Regions from separate parts of the Dromaius novaehollandiae genome. Here region 2 is linked to region 1. Evidence: chromatin contacts called from public Hi-C data. All regions are on one chromosome and are shown on one strand. The core of a region is the stretch at or near the end of the contact, and the rest is flanking DNA. Distances in the headings are between cores, read along the strand shown.

Region 1 (7,068 bases), core at 501-3,000:
ACTATCTAATCTGAAATCTCTAAGACATAAAAAAGCTTAAAAAGATTAAAATAAAAATTTTGGAAGAGGTTTCTTGGTTAGTGAGAGCTTTGAAGTCACTAGCTAGACTGAGTTGATGAAGACCAATTAAAGCAAAACGTGTCCACAATTTGCAGCCATTTGTTCCGGGCACATCTTTATGGATGAAGTTTGTTGCCTCTGTAATGATGAAGATGTAAATGCCTTTCCCGTGAGGCTCAGCGAGCTCCATTTTTGATAAAGACCTAAAGTGATGATTTAAGCCCTGCAGCATGAGCCACAATATGTCTGCATTTTCTGTAATAAAACATGCACATTATAATTTACCATGCATGCACTTTTCACTCAGGAGTTCCAAGTTGCATATAAACTAGAGAAAAATGTAGAGAAAGGCAACTGGTGGAGCCCTTGGCACACAAGCAGTGTGCGAAACTTCCTTCTTCAGACATTCATTTGCCTGAAAAATGGAAGGACTTTTATTTTCTGTTTACTTACATCACCAGCATCTGCATGAGGACCTGTCACTGTAGCATCTGGAAATAAATGCTAGTCTGGGTATTTCTTCATGCCGTTATCACTTAGTGCATTCCCAGGCATAACTCTTTCATCTTTTAGGCCTGGCAGAAAGCCCGGTAACATCAGTAGAAAGAATCCGGTACGTACGGGCTCACACAATCCTCGGTAGCAAGCTGAGCAAAAATGGCAGCGAGTGGTTGTGCCTTGTAACACAGACTATCACAAATCTTATACCCCCTTGCTCTGGAGGCAGTTCAGCTTCTACCTTTTTTAACCGTGGCCCCCTGATTACATTTCTGTTAAGTCTCCTGCAGTGACACCCACCCTGTAGAAGGGGTTAGCTCAAGCCCTTGCAAGGCTGCGTTAGGTCCTGGGGCACATCGCTCTTGTCATAAAGAGTTGATAAGCAACATGAGTTTGTCAAATGTCTGTTTAAGAGAGGACCTCGTTCTCAGTGCCTGCCGAGCTCCGTTATCTCCTAATGACCACTGCCTCTAACGGGAGCCCAACCCAACTAGCTCCTGTTTCTCTTGCCAAACACTGTGGGTGAATAGTGCCAGGGTGGTAATCAGGCAGCATGCACTGGGGCTCGTCTCTACCGAGTGGGGAGGCATGGTGACGACACAGAAAAGGCGACTGCTAAAAAGAGGGAAATAACCTGTTCTCTACCCGTAATAGATAAGATATGAAAAAAATGGGTTTATAAAGCAGCAAGGAGCTTGGTATTAGAGATACATGTGACGTAGGGTAGAATCCAGAAACGCTAGGACGGACTTGTTGGGGGATCACGGAGCCTCCACCGGTGAAGACCCAAGTGGAAAAAACATCTGTCAGGAGTGGCAGGGGCCATCTGGATGATTTCAGAGGCTCCCGTCAATTGCTCTGACCCTGTGGCCAGGTGGATGTCTGGGGGGCTGTGTCCTTAGTGCGGATGAGCCTGCTTGCTTTGACAGAGCACTCGCAGTTTGCCCAAGCCATGTATAATTAACCCGTGTCATAGGAACTGAGAGCTGATGTGTGTTTAAAGATACTGAGGATGACTTGATACACAACTTGGTACAGATCATGGGAGAGTTGCTCTCTGTCATTCATGGGAACTTGCAGAAAAAAGAAAGAACATTTTTGTTGTTTTCTGTAGGACTGGTAGGTGTTAGCTTAAGCGGAGAGAACAGCGCGGGGGGAGTTTCTAGCAATAGATTCCATCTGTTTTGCTTAAAGTTGGAAAGGTAAACAGCCTCTGGCTATGCAGTGTTTCATGTATAAAGCTTTTTGGGATACTCACTGAGCTGGAGCATTTGTATTTACGAGTCACGTGGCTTGGTAACAGGCTGTCCATCGAACAGCTCACAGCAAGCAATAAATCTACACTTTCTTTTCCCAGAAATCAATTATATATTGTTGCTGAAGTTTCTCAACAAAGCTTTGTTTTCTTGAAAGAATTTGCTACTTTCCATTTCCTTTTTGTGATCCCTTCCTGGAAAACTAAACCTTTTAAAGAGAGGTTTAAAAACAAACCAACATGCTTTATGAAGAAATTAAATTGAATATGCATTTCCTTATCAGATGTGCACTCCAGTGTCCTTGATATGCCATTTATTGAAATTTTGGTTGCACGCACAAATGAGAGAGCACGTTCCTATTCACCGACTGGATAAACACAACTCTGAATCAGATTGCTCTTGTGATTCTAAACTTGAGCTTGTTCCCATGAATAGTCTGCATTATTTATTTTAAATTTGCTGGTTCCGTGAACATTCTTGTCTGCAAATATATTCCATTTAGTAGAGTCTCACAGGACACAAACTCATTAAAGAGTTTGAAATATATGTATGGGGTGGGGGAGGGGGGGAGAGGAGTTCTGTCTTATCTGCAGATAAAATTTAGCACATACAATAGGACCCTCCCAAACAACTAACATACTGCAGAAACTTCTCCACTGTTCTTGCAGATTTGCTCAAACATACAGAGATGTGGAATCAGCCTGGGGCTGTAGGAATTCAAGTCATAGTCCTTGACACTGAATTTGGGATAAAAAGCCAGCAGACAGATTATTATATTGGCTTTTTCTATCAGCAGACAAGCAATTCATGCATTTGCACATATGAGTTGATAGTCTGATTATGTTCTTGGCATAAGTACCTTCATTTTTATGCTTATACTGACACTGTTTGCATTATAACCCTGTAGATTTTTCAAAATTAATGAGAGCATGCATAACTTTCCAGTATTCGTATTCTTCAAGCATTTACACACTGGTTGTGGGACATGCTATTAACAATGTCCATGACCATTACACCAGAACACCAAGAGATATTAAATACATATGCATAACTATGGATGTGTACCCAAATTGGTAAGTGCTGCAAGGATTTGGTTTTAAAATTCCTTTCACTCTTGTTAAAGAAATTGTTTGATAAATCAAAAATGAATCCGTAGTATTCTTTCCATTCTGTGTTTTGAATTATTTGTGTTTTGAACCTGAAGCAATTCCTATTACACCACAATAAATCTGTATAATCTTCTATTTTAGATTCAGCATTGTTTGCCTCAAGCTTTGAGAGAGAGGTTTTAGAGGGTGAGTGAAATAAGTAGGAGTGCAAATTCGACTTTTCTCTATTTTCCCTTTCAAAAGTCTATTCATCCATCTCTAATAGAAGTCAAACTGCAGGAACAGTGACTGAGCAGCTTGTGCAGTTTCATATGTGTGTCTTTGAGAGTCACAGCATCAAGTCAAGTGGAGAAAGAAATGCTACTGGTGTACAGATGGGAGCCTGGCGACCATGAAATGTTGGTCCTGTTGAGTTCAATGGCAAAACTCCCATTGACTTTGGTAGGATTGAGATTTTATTCCTGGACTTCATACTCCCAGCTTTGCTTTGTTTCCTTGCATTATAAAACAAAGATATTCTGTCAAACATTTGTTTCCTTCCCCTAATCCTTCTTTTCTTTCTGGTTGTGCCTTATGCTTTTGACGGTATTGCAGTCAAGCCCTAATCCAGTAAATGCACTTAAATATGTAAGCAATGCTCTTAGCACCAGGCAGACTACTCCTACAGGAGCACTGTCCATAAGCTTAAATCTCTGTTGGACTATGTTACAATAATTTAAGATAATTTATGGCAGCACAGACACCAGTGTCTACTGTCCATGAATAATCCAATGCCTATGATAGTGTTCCTTCATGAAGGACAGAAAAATGACTAAATGTTGGATACTTAATTGTTATCCGATATTCCTGTGTGAGTGAAATGCCATGCGCTTGGACATTTACCGTTTGTATTGATAATACAGTGATATTTATACCACTGTGTTTAGGTGCTAGAACTTTTGTATGTTAAAAATGTTTTAGGCTTTTTACAATGCTTTTGCACTCTTCTCCTTCCCCCTCTCCCAACTTGGCACTCTGTATCCCATTATTTTACAACAGGGAGGTTCTAGCTATGAAGGCTATGTCAGCTTTGATCATTGAGGTGTTTGTCCACTGTAGTTCATTGCAGGCTGTGGAAATAATTTAGAAGAAACATATATAAAATCAAGTGTCATCCAGAGAGTATGGCGTCATGTCATAGGTATTAACCCATTTCCATCTCTAAGTAGCAAATACACAGATGTCCTCTCCTGTTCCACGGTAGATTTCCAAAGAATGGAAGCACATTCAACTCAGTGAAAGACTTCAGAACTCCACCTGCAAAAAAAACCTGCTGAAACATCATCTGAGTTAGTATTTGGAATAACACCATTCACTTCTCTAAACAGTGTATCCGGCTGGTGTTTATTTTGAAGATAGGCATCTGCAAAACTTCCTTGACAAATCAAGGCCTATATGTAATTGGTATAAATGTACTGTTTTGTAGTACATTTTTATTTTAAACTATGTACATCCTCTAAGGATGTCTCAAGGGCAGGATGTGCTCCCAAGGTCTGGAAAAAGCACATGGACTCATTTCACAGGGCTGTGGAGCCACATGATTTCTTCCCTACATTATTTGTGAATAAAACTGAGGTGATGATTGCTAACGTGTGTCCCACAAAATATATTTGAAAAGTGATCTTAGCAGGAAAAAGTACCCTACCCCTGCTATAATAACTTACAACCAGTCCTCTACAAGATTCCACAAAGGTTCTGGAAATTAAGAAAAAAGGTTACAACACATCTCATCCCTCCAGCTAGAGAAGGCAAGGGGACCTCAACGCCAAGGACATGTGGCCCAGTGGTAGAGGAGCCAGATCCCCTCGCTGACCAGTGTGTTTGTTGCAATGTGTCCCAAAATTTCCCAGAAGCAACCTCCCACTCCAGTTTGTGAAGGAATAGTGCTGTGTATCCCCACCAGCTCTCCCATTGCTGAGTTTTCCCATACTGTGATGATGACCTCGTTCTTGGACCTATTCTTTTCACTGAAGCTGTACTCAAGTCATCTGCAGCAACAAGGACAAGATTTTGAGGCCAGGTTTTCCAAATTGGCAAGATATTCAATGACTCAGCTGGACACTCAGTGAGATATCCAAAAGTACCTAGATAGGTTAGGTGTTTGTCTCCTTTTGGTCTTACTGGCAGCTGTGTGTGAAGCTTTTGCAGGCACCTTTAAGAGTTGCACTAAGCATGTCTCTTCGATGTGACATGCCAAGATACCTTGGAAAATCTGATCCCTTTTCTCCTAACACGAAGGAGCAGATTTTGTTTCAAAACCACATAATACTGTGCAGAGCATGAAAAGTCTTTTACTTCAGAGCTGATGAATAATAACTAGTGCTTAGTAAGGCCAGGAGTTAAAATGAAGGAAGAGAGAAAGAAAAGAGCACTGAAGCAAGCGCACATTTACAGTTCAGGGTGGTGGTAACAAATGTTTCTTACTTGGTGCTTTATAAAGTCAGAGCATTGTGCAGACATTAACTAATTAATTTAGGTTCCAGTGAAATTATGCAATTAATTTAAGTCTCCAATTTAAAATTTTATAGGAAAGGTAATAGGGTTGTCTGCTTGATGCAGTCAGGGTTGCTGTCCTGTTGTGCTGGAAGGCTCCAGTGCGTCTTTGTGTGAGTTCCACTTGCAATACTGTGTTTCTGCAGGCTGTAGTTGTTGACTTAGTCACCGGCTTCCTCCCTGCTCCTGGACCAGTTCTACATCTGAGCTACTGTCGTCCCTGTTTGCTAATAAGCTGATCGGCCTTGCACTCTGGGAGAAATGTGCCGTCCTTTCTATGCGCTCCCACAAGCATTTGGGCCGCAGAGGCTGCTCGTGCATGTTCATACTGCCATGCAGCTTGCCGCAGTCAGAGTAACTTTCACAAGGGGATGCATCCTAACTCTACTTAGGCAATTTTCTTCTCCACAACTTTTAGGAGAAGGAGACAAAGCTTTATTTCTGTCCAGCTGATCCACTAGGGATTCCCACAGGAATCCTGTATAGCCTCAGTGAAGGAGGGATCATCAGGGAAAGAAGCAACTGGAGGGGAAGGGAGGGGACTGGATATTCCTCTTAAGAAAGCAGATATATTGGTTTCTTATTGCAGATACACTTGCAATCTGTAGGTATATTTCATATACCTACTAAAACATTTTGCTGATCATTATGTGCATATTCTGCATCCGTTATACTGTTATTCTTATTCTGTACTGCTGCTGCATGTAGATATCTCTCAAGCCACTGCCATCATCAATAGAAGTACGTGTCTATTCTTGTGATGGAATAAAGCATGCTCTGCATAGAAAGCTAAAATATTACTTAGATGGAAATTTTTGGGTCATACAGTAGACTTACTGCAGTTTTTAACCTATGGACCTTCCGTATTGCTAGAAAAGGAATAAGCAACTCCCTCTTATCCCTGAGGAACCTTGGTCTAAGTAGCTTGATAGCCGGTGTCATCGGTAGGTGTGAATCATTGCAGGAGTACTTAAAAGAGGTTGAAAATTTGTGTGCTTCTACAAGACCTCACATCACATCTCATTGTTGCTTTCAGAGTGAATGGTGGAGTAGTAGCGACAGTACTTTTGTGTAACCTGCATGAAAAACAGCATGATTTCTGGCCAGATTCTAGGTCCATTTCGCAAGTCACGGGGCTTTGTTGCTGCTGGAATTCCCTTGCAGTCAGCCCGTGAGCATCTTGCAGTATTTTAACATGAAGTTTCTAATTCTTTATGCATTTGAAAAAGGCACAGCTTCTTGGAGCTGGCATCTCATGGGAAAGAGAGAGATGGTTTTGCAGTATGGTCTAAAACGTTAGATATCACTGTCTCCTGTAGAGGCTACAAGTGGAATCACAGCTTCTCATTGCTGAGGGCATTAACAATTAACATACAGACACCACAATTAAGATGTCAAAGAGAAGAGGAAAACTGATGATAACAAACTATGAAAGTACCTGATAAGTGGGCAACAATAACCGTATGCTTGCAGGACAAACCACTTATACTCTGTATTTGTGTAGCAAGTTAATTCAGACAGAGCCTTACAGCACAGTAAACAAAAGGAAAATTGTTTTAAACCCTGTGACTTTTTGGCCTTGTCTTGGAGGTAGAATGGGGCAATTATCTCCC
Region 2 (7,235 bases), core at 1,737-4,236, 65 kb after region 1:
CACTGCAGTGAGATCCTGTTGAGATTTGAACCATTGCACCATGTCGTCAGGAAGAGTTTTTATGGCTAAATGCACATCAGTCTGCTATGTTTCATCCTTGAGTTAATTCATTTTGTACTTAACATTCAAGTCTTGGTGCAGTATGCAAGAACACGGGATGACACAGTTCGCACCACTGAGACATCAGGTCAATCAGCATTTTCATTAGGGTTGAATGGTTTTAATGTAGTCATAAAATTAGACTCCAAAAGCAGGGATTTGACATACAGCATTTAAAAGTCAAACCAGTTTGACCCTTTCTGAGCATGAACTCCTACAGCTTAGAAGTGGCCCCTTATGAAAAGGCTTAATGGTGTTAACTGACCCTTGAAAATATAATTAATTATTATTATTTGCTGTAATGTACTTACATCAGTCTGTATGGCCATTATGGCACCATACAGCAGCAGACAGTCCTTGCCCCAAAGGGCTCCTGTTGTAAATAAGGTCAGTCCTTGGAGTCTCGTGCAGCCCAGCCTGAAGGATTTTGGCAAAGAGCTGCAGGACTGGCCTTTGAACTTAATAAGAACATCTGCTGTGTCCCATACATCTGGGCTATTGTCACTTCGGCCATGACAACTTTAGGCCCAAAAGGTTTCTTTTCAGTGGTAATCTGATTCTAGGTAAGCTGGGGCCCTGGGGGCCGTCAGCGTCGTACCCTTTGCACAGTGCAGGTGCATTTGGGAAGCAGAGAGAGGTGGAGAAGGGAAGACTTTTGAAGGGGTTGGTTAAATCCATTTCTGTGATGAATGTTTCCTGCATCTTAGTAGGGGAATTCAGAAAATCATTTTCCCAGGTTTAGGTCAAAATTCCGCAACAGGGGAGCCTAATATCAGGTCCCTTAATGAGAGTCTCGCTTAGTACAACATTGCATACCCTCCCGTGACACAAAAGTCGGGGGGAGCTCTGGGCAACCAGGCTGCTGCGAACCCAGCCAGAACATCCCCAGGTGTCCCTGGATGGATGGTGCACAGCATCTGAAAATACTGATTCCAACTTTTACTTTTGCTTTCCAGTTGGCCGTTGATCAGTTATAAAGCCAATTAATTCTACTTAAAAGGGCCAGCAAAGCCCGCTGTGAAGTCTGTATTACCAGCTGGTTTTCCCAAAATATACGGCACGGGCTATTTTGACAATGATCTACTAAGCTGAATATTTTGTAAGTATTCAGGGACATGGGTTAGCTCTGGTTGTCTCTGAAAGAGTTACTGTGGTCAGTTAAACCAGTAAAAAAGAAGTCCTAAGAAGCTGTGTCTGTGGGGCCACAATAGCTCTGCAGAGGCTGTTGAAGGGGGAGCTAGCAGATGTGCAAAATCTGACTAGCACATCCTGAGAGAGGAAAGGGTTGTGGGGGTTATTGTTTATTGTCAAATAAATGACTTATGACATAATATTTTTAGAATAGTTATTAATACTTTACAACCCATCTCAAGGTACTGGCTAAATCTATATGGCTTCTAGTGTCTGATGTGTGGTGACCTGCTACCACAACAGGCTGCCCCAGAGAGATTATAAATCTTTATAGTTGCTAGCTTCTGATTTATTATTATTTGAAGCAGTAAAGGTGGATATTTGGGAGGTTTTTAGCCAAAGATCATGGTTCCTAACCCCAGGGCATAATTTGCAGAAGAGCTGGCAACTTCCGCATTCCTTAAGGAATATCCCGGAGAAAAACATTAATCCAACGGAGATGTTTTTCTGTGCATGGTGTGGGAGAAAAGTAGTTACACAAACAATATCTGAAAATTTTAGCAGGCATTGCAATCATTATAATCTACTATCTCATCTGCCAGTGCACTTTATCTTGTGTGCTCACAACAGCAAGCCTAAAGTTTCCTGAAACATTATCTCCACATACCAAATCCAAAATAAATCTTCATCCTTTCCTCTTTGAATTTGTTCTCTAGCAGCAACTTGTCTTGGCATGGAATATTAGCCATATGGACACTAGAATATCTGCTTTGACCTTGACCTCAGAATAAGTGCTGCCAAAATGTGAAGATAACTCCTGCACTTTGTTCCCAAGAGCGATGCTGCAAGAATGTAGCATGATGTACAGAATGCATTTTTCTCTTTGACTAGGTGTTCTGCTAAGAGCATATCATCTGCAGATGGCTAGGAATTGGAAGCGAGGTCTCAGACCATGGTTTGTTTGGAAGAGATACTTACTTTATTTCAGAAATAAAAAAGAGCTAATTTTATTATCAGTCACTGGCAAGTGCATTGCTTATAACTGGCTCTCACTACATTATCGAGTCAATGTTTTGATCTGGATACTCTGCAGAGGAACAGGAGGCTGCTGGGGACAAGAGGAGATGAATTTTGCTGGTGGCAGACTTCTGCGCTCTTCTGGTTCAGCAATGATGGTTAGTGTCAAAGCACAGCGCTTAGCTGGATAAGAGGAATAAGTACTACTCCTTTGGTCAGCTTGTGCTTTATGTAGTATATTGCTTGCAAGTGGATGTGGATGATGCACAGGACTCTGAATAAACTCACTTCACGGCATTTGCATCACACCAACCTGCAACAGAGCCTTAGGACTCAATGGACACCTAATCAGAGATCTTCTTTGATTTTCACAAGTCCCGTTCTTCCATTTTCTGCTGGTGCCCATACCAAATATTCCCAAGTAAGTTAGAGCTAAATGGCCTAACAGCACTTGCAGAGAAAGCTGGCAAGGCTGGGAGGGGGAGGAGGGTGGCGAAGGGGGCAGGAAGATACCCCACAATCTCGGCTGGCAGGCAATCGTTACGCAACTGGGAGTCCTGCCGTTCTGATGAGCTGGGCTCCCAGATTTGTTTGGGCTGCAGCGTCTTTCACCTTGAGATCGCTGGTTGAAATTCGCACCAGCACAGCACGGATGGTGCCAGCTGACGCTGTTCAGTGGACTGTGCAGGATGGACTCGTTCCATGTGCTTCCTAGCGGGCAGAGGGCCACATTGCAGTTGACAGCTTCAGCATATGGAAATGGTGACGTCTGATTGATGTGGTCCCTGCAGGTCGCAGTAACTCAGGGCATATTAGCCCTGCGTCCTGGGGAGGCTTATGCTATTGCAGCTGCCCAGGTCCATTATCTGGACTATGAATAAATGGAAGAATTGATGTTCACAGTAGTGTGAATCTGGCACATCATGAGATGATGTGTACTGCAGTTGGAGGCGAGAGGCAAACTTCGCAGAATCAAATCCCACAGCACATGTAGGCGCAGTACAGGATACAAACAAACATTTGTATGTGAGTGTGAAAGGGCAGTTGTGTTAGATCGGATTGGAGTCCTAATAATCACATGATTTTTAAAAATGGTTACGATGATAGCTACATTTTCTTACTCATTTTTAACATTCACAGATTTTCTATATTTCATACTGTAAACAAGAGACAAAATTTTCCAAAGTTGCTAAATAGAAAGCAGCACTAGAACCTAGGCAGCCCCCTTGTCTAAAATCCCTCACCGGCCCTATCTCTTGGTCAATGACAAATTTTGACGTAATTTTCAGCAAGGGCTGAGCAACTGCTCTCTTGAAAAACACATTGCTTAATGGCATCCAAAACTGGAGACAGCCAAAAGTAGGATTTCGCAGCCAAAAGAATGAACAGGCTAAGGTTTCCCACAATGATATAGATACTTATCTGGAGGCCTCCTGGCCAAAACCAAAATGAAAATGTGTTTTTTTGCATCTACCACTACGGAACAGGGTGCTTTGTAGCTTGTACAGGGAGATCAGTGTGTGGTACTTCAAAGCACTTTCCTGAATCCATACTGCAAGGTCCCGTCTCCTTTTACTGTGGTGCAGCTTTCCCATTCCCACCTCGCTGCTCCCACAGCCCCAGCAGACTCTCTTTTCTCGTGCTGCTTTCCTGGAGAAGCCGACAAACCAGGGCACAAGCTCTTCCTCCACGAAAGGTGTTCCCTCCTGCCAGCTGTGCCGCCTTGGCTCGAGGAAGTAAGGCAGCAACGGAGAGCGGAGTGCTGCGACTCCCAGCCTGCCGGTACCCACCTCGCCTCTCACTCTCGCTCTCTGCTTTTTCCCTCCAGGTGTTCTACTGATCTTGGCACTGACAGAAGAGCTGGTGTTTTCTGTTCAGGTACTGTCTCCCACTGTATCCTCCTCTCAGGGCTTCCTGATGGACACTACCACTGTCACAGCCATGGGGACAACACCTCGTCACAAAGACCGTCGCCCGACGCAGCCTGCTCCCGCATCTGCTCGCACGGTTCCCCATCCCGCTAGCCTGACGGAGAAAACGGCCCCGTCCGCTGGCCAAAAGCAAGCAAGCGGCCGTCATGCTGGCGAAAAGGAAAGGTATCATTTGTACAACCAGAGTGCTTTGTACTCAGGACAGACTCGCCCCATGGGGAAAATATTCCCAGATTTCAAAGGGAACTTCACAGAGCCTTCAGAGCCTTACCTGAAGACGGCCCTGCACTCCCCCTTCCCCACCCTGAGCAGCCCTTTCACAGACCACCCGTTTCCCTCCCCAACTGCGACTTCCAGAGATCCCGCTGGCACGGGGCTGGCAAGAACTACGCACCCGGCCCCTGCTCCCCCCAGCAGCACCTCGGGAGGCCTTAGGAAAGCAGAGCGTGGGGATGGGACGGAGCCGGTTGTGCAGAAAGCAGATTTTGCCACCACAACTGCTGGACCATCGACTAATCCTGAAGCAGTGTCGGTGCCTTTTGACCGTCCCCACTATGATATATGGGATATGCTGAGCAAAAACAGCTCTTGGGTAACCTTGAACCTCAGTACAAATGTCCCGTTGTTTGCTGGCCCTGGAACTGCAACAGCAGCAGCAGGTCACTCGGTTCAGACCAGTTTCGATGTCAACGTCTCCTCTCCGGCAGCGGGCAACCCCAGGGGAGCTGCCCCGACGCAGCACAGCGCGGTGACTAACGCCACTGTGTTTGGCAGCGCTCTCTCCGCAGCACCCGTCACCAGGTTGTCCAGCTCCATTTCCACAGCTGGCTCCACTGCAACCGGCAACTTCCTAAACAGACTGGTTCCTGCCGGGACCTGGAAACCTGGGGTGCCGGGAAACATCTCCCATGTCACTGAGGGGGACAAGCCCCAGCACAGAGCAACCATCTGTCTCAGCAAGATGGACATTGCCTGGATCATCCTGGCTATCAGCGTACCTATATCCTCATGTTGTAAGTTAATTACCGCTTTTTTTTTCCTTTCTTTCTTTCTCTCTTTCCTTAAAGTACAGATTTTAGCCCCATGATTCAAGGACTAGATGGAGACCTAACAATGGCAAGGCAGCTTGAGATAGATGAGAAACAATCACTAGACAGGTAACACATTTACTGACCAAAATGCTTAGGATTAACAGCCTCCAGGACTATAACATTGACACTCAAAGCACACTTGCTCTGTTGCTATTAGAAATCCCTTAGCTGTTCTGGGCTGTCCATTTGACGATATAAGACAAAGGCTGAACAACTCTGGAAGGCAAAGCAGCTTTACTTCAAAATTTTTAAGCAAGTAGCCAACAAATTACACAACTCTGCAATCTAGGAACTGCTATATTCCAACCTTGCACTGGATTAAAAAAAAAAAAAACACGCTGCTAACCCCTGAAGAATAATGATAATTTTAATAGCTAATGCCTTAGAGAACACTAGTTTTCCGGTACTGTAAAATATTTTATTGCAGGCAGTTTGTGAACTTTTTGATTTTGAAGTCTCATCATTCTGATAACCAAATTGCTGTTTTCCTTTATTTTAATTCTGAGTCTGACTTTACAGCTACCTAGAGAAAAAGAAGAATTTGAAATTTTTTGATTTTCAGTCAACAGAAAGCAGCCACCTGCAGGACCAGTACAAGTTAGGTTTACAGAGCTGGCTTAGGATCTCATGATTTGACTCCATTGCAAAAAAAAGGTGATTGAATTATGAGAAAACTTGTGAGTGGACACTGGGGTATCCCTTGCCCAACGTGAGACAGTATATTATTCTCTGTTGTTTCACTCTGCAGAGCCAAGAAGAAGCCACTAAATAGGTTATGGGGTGTGATTATACTGGTCTGTCTGGAGTGCAAATAGTAATGGCATGAAACAAGAACATAAACATTTGCCAGCCATTGCTGTCTGAGGAAGACTAAAAGGGTAGCAGCCAACACTATCGAGTATTAACCCCGTTAGGTACAGCCATGAACTATATTGAGGACCAGGTTAGGTGAGTTGTCTGAGCCAGCTGAACAGCTTACTCGTGCCAAAGGGTGTTGCTCTCTTCTGCTCTCTCCAAGGCTCAGCTTTGCGATCCTGCCCCTTTCCTTCTGCCTGGTCCTAACCTGACACCTCTGTGAGCCAGTTCAGACCAATAAACTGGTCCTGAAATATTCAGTTTGTTCCTTGCTATTTTTCTGTCCACATAGTGAGCTGAATCAGCTCCCCATGGGGTCAGATAGGCACGAGATGTGGAGTGGGTGAGGTGCGGGAATCCACACCTGGGAGGGGAGCAGGACTAACCCTTTTCTCAGCTGCGGACTATGAGACTGGCTTAGCAGCTCTGTTAGACGTGCACCTCTAGGACCATCCGTTCCACTACTGCCAACTTGGGTAAAACCACTAGTGAAATCAAAGCTTAAATCTATAAGACTGACAAACAAAATAAAGTGAAAGCAAAGCACAAGTGTATGCACATGTGCTTTCACATACTTCTGTGAAAGATGGAGAGGAGAAACTAGGGTATACCAAGCACAACATGATGATAAGAAGCAATATTTGATGATGTGATGAACAAAAATCTTGCCTATGAACCAGCAGAAATACCAGATCAATCAATTTCTTCCAAGCATTATGTTTAGAATTGGTGTTCAGAGAGAAAGCTGATCTGGACAGTATGTGCCCAAATACAAAATGCAAAATATAATACCATAAAACACAAACATATGAAGCATACCCAGTGTGTAAATTTGTGTATGTCTTTTCCTGCAGTGTGCCATATGTGACCAATAACTAGCGATAATAATAATAATAAATAATAATATTAATAATATAAAGAGTCCTTTGGCAGGACTTCTAGCCCATTATACATTAGGATTTAAACTTAGCTTCTTATCTTACGTCTCATAACAGAATGGATTCATAAGACTGTGTCTATTTTATTTCTTTGTGTTTGTAAGCTGCACTTTAAAAAAGGCAAGTGTTATTTTGAAAATTACCTATACCAGCTCTGATACAACTGAATGTTT

What was found. A called contact is a pair of places that touch in the nucleus more often than the background predicts.
Region 2: a Hi-C map of ovary shows a contact between it and region 1, with 2.3 times the contacts expected there. The contact joins two enhancer-like sites. A contact is called at or near these places in 3 of 4 Hi-C or Micro-C datasets (brain, liver and ovary).

The regions. Positions count from the first base shown.
Region 1 is chr2:48,804,976-48,812,043 of bDroNov1.hap1, forward strand. All of the region lies in intron 4 of TMEM108 (transmembrane protein 108), which reads left to right. Among named protein-coding and RNA genes, the nearest start is that of BFSP2, 80 kb to the right of the region's middle. Within about 2 kb of position 1,751, at least 2 of the 2 cell types and tissues checked have open chromatin away from gene starts, as enhancers often do.
Region 2 is chr2:48,869,040-48,876,274 of bDroNov1.hap1, forward strand. TMEM108 (transmembrane protein 108) reads left to right here. Exons shown (of 7, transcript XM_026094037.2): 5 at 4,076-5,191. All of the region lies in intron 3 of LOC112979665 (a long non-coding RNA gene), which reads right to left. Among named protein-coding and RNA genes, the nearest start is that of BFSP2, 16 kb to the right of the region's middle. Within about 2 kb of position 2,987, at least 2 of the 2 cell types and tissues checked have open chromatin away from gene starts, as enhancers often do.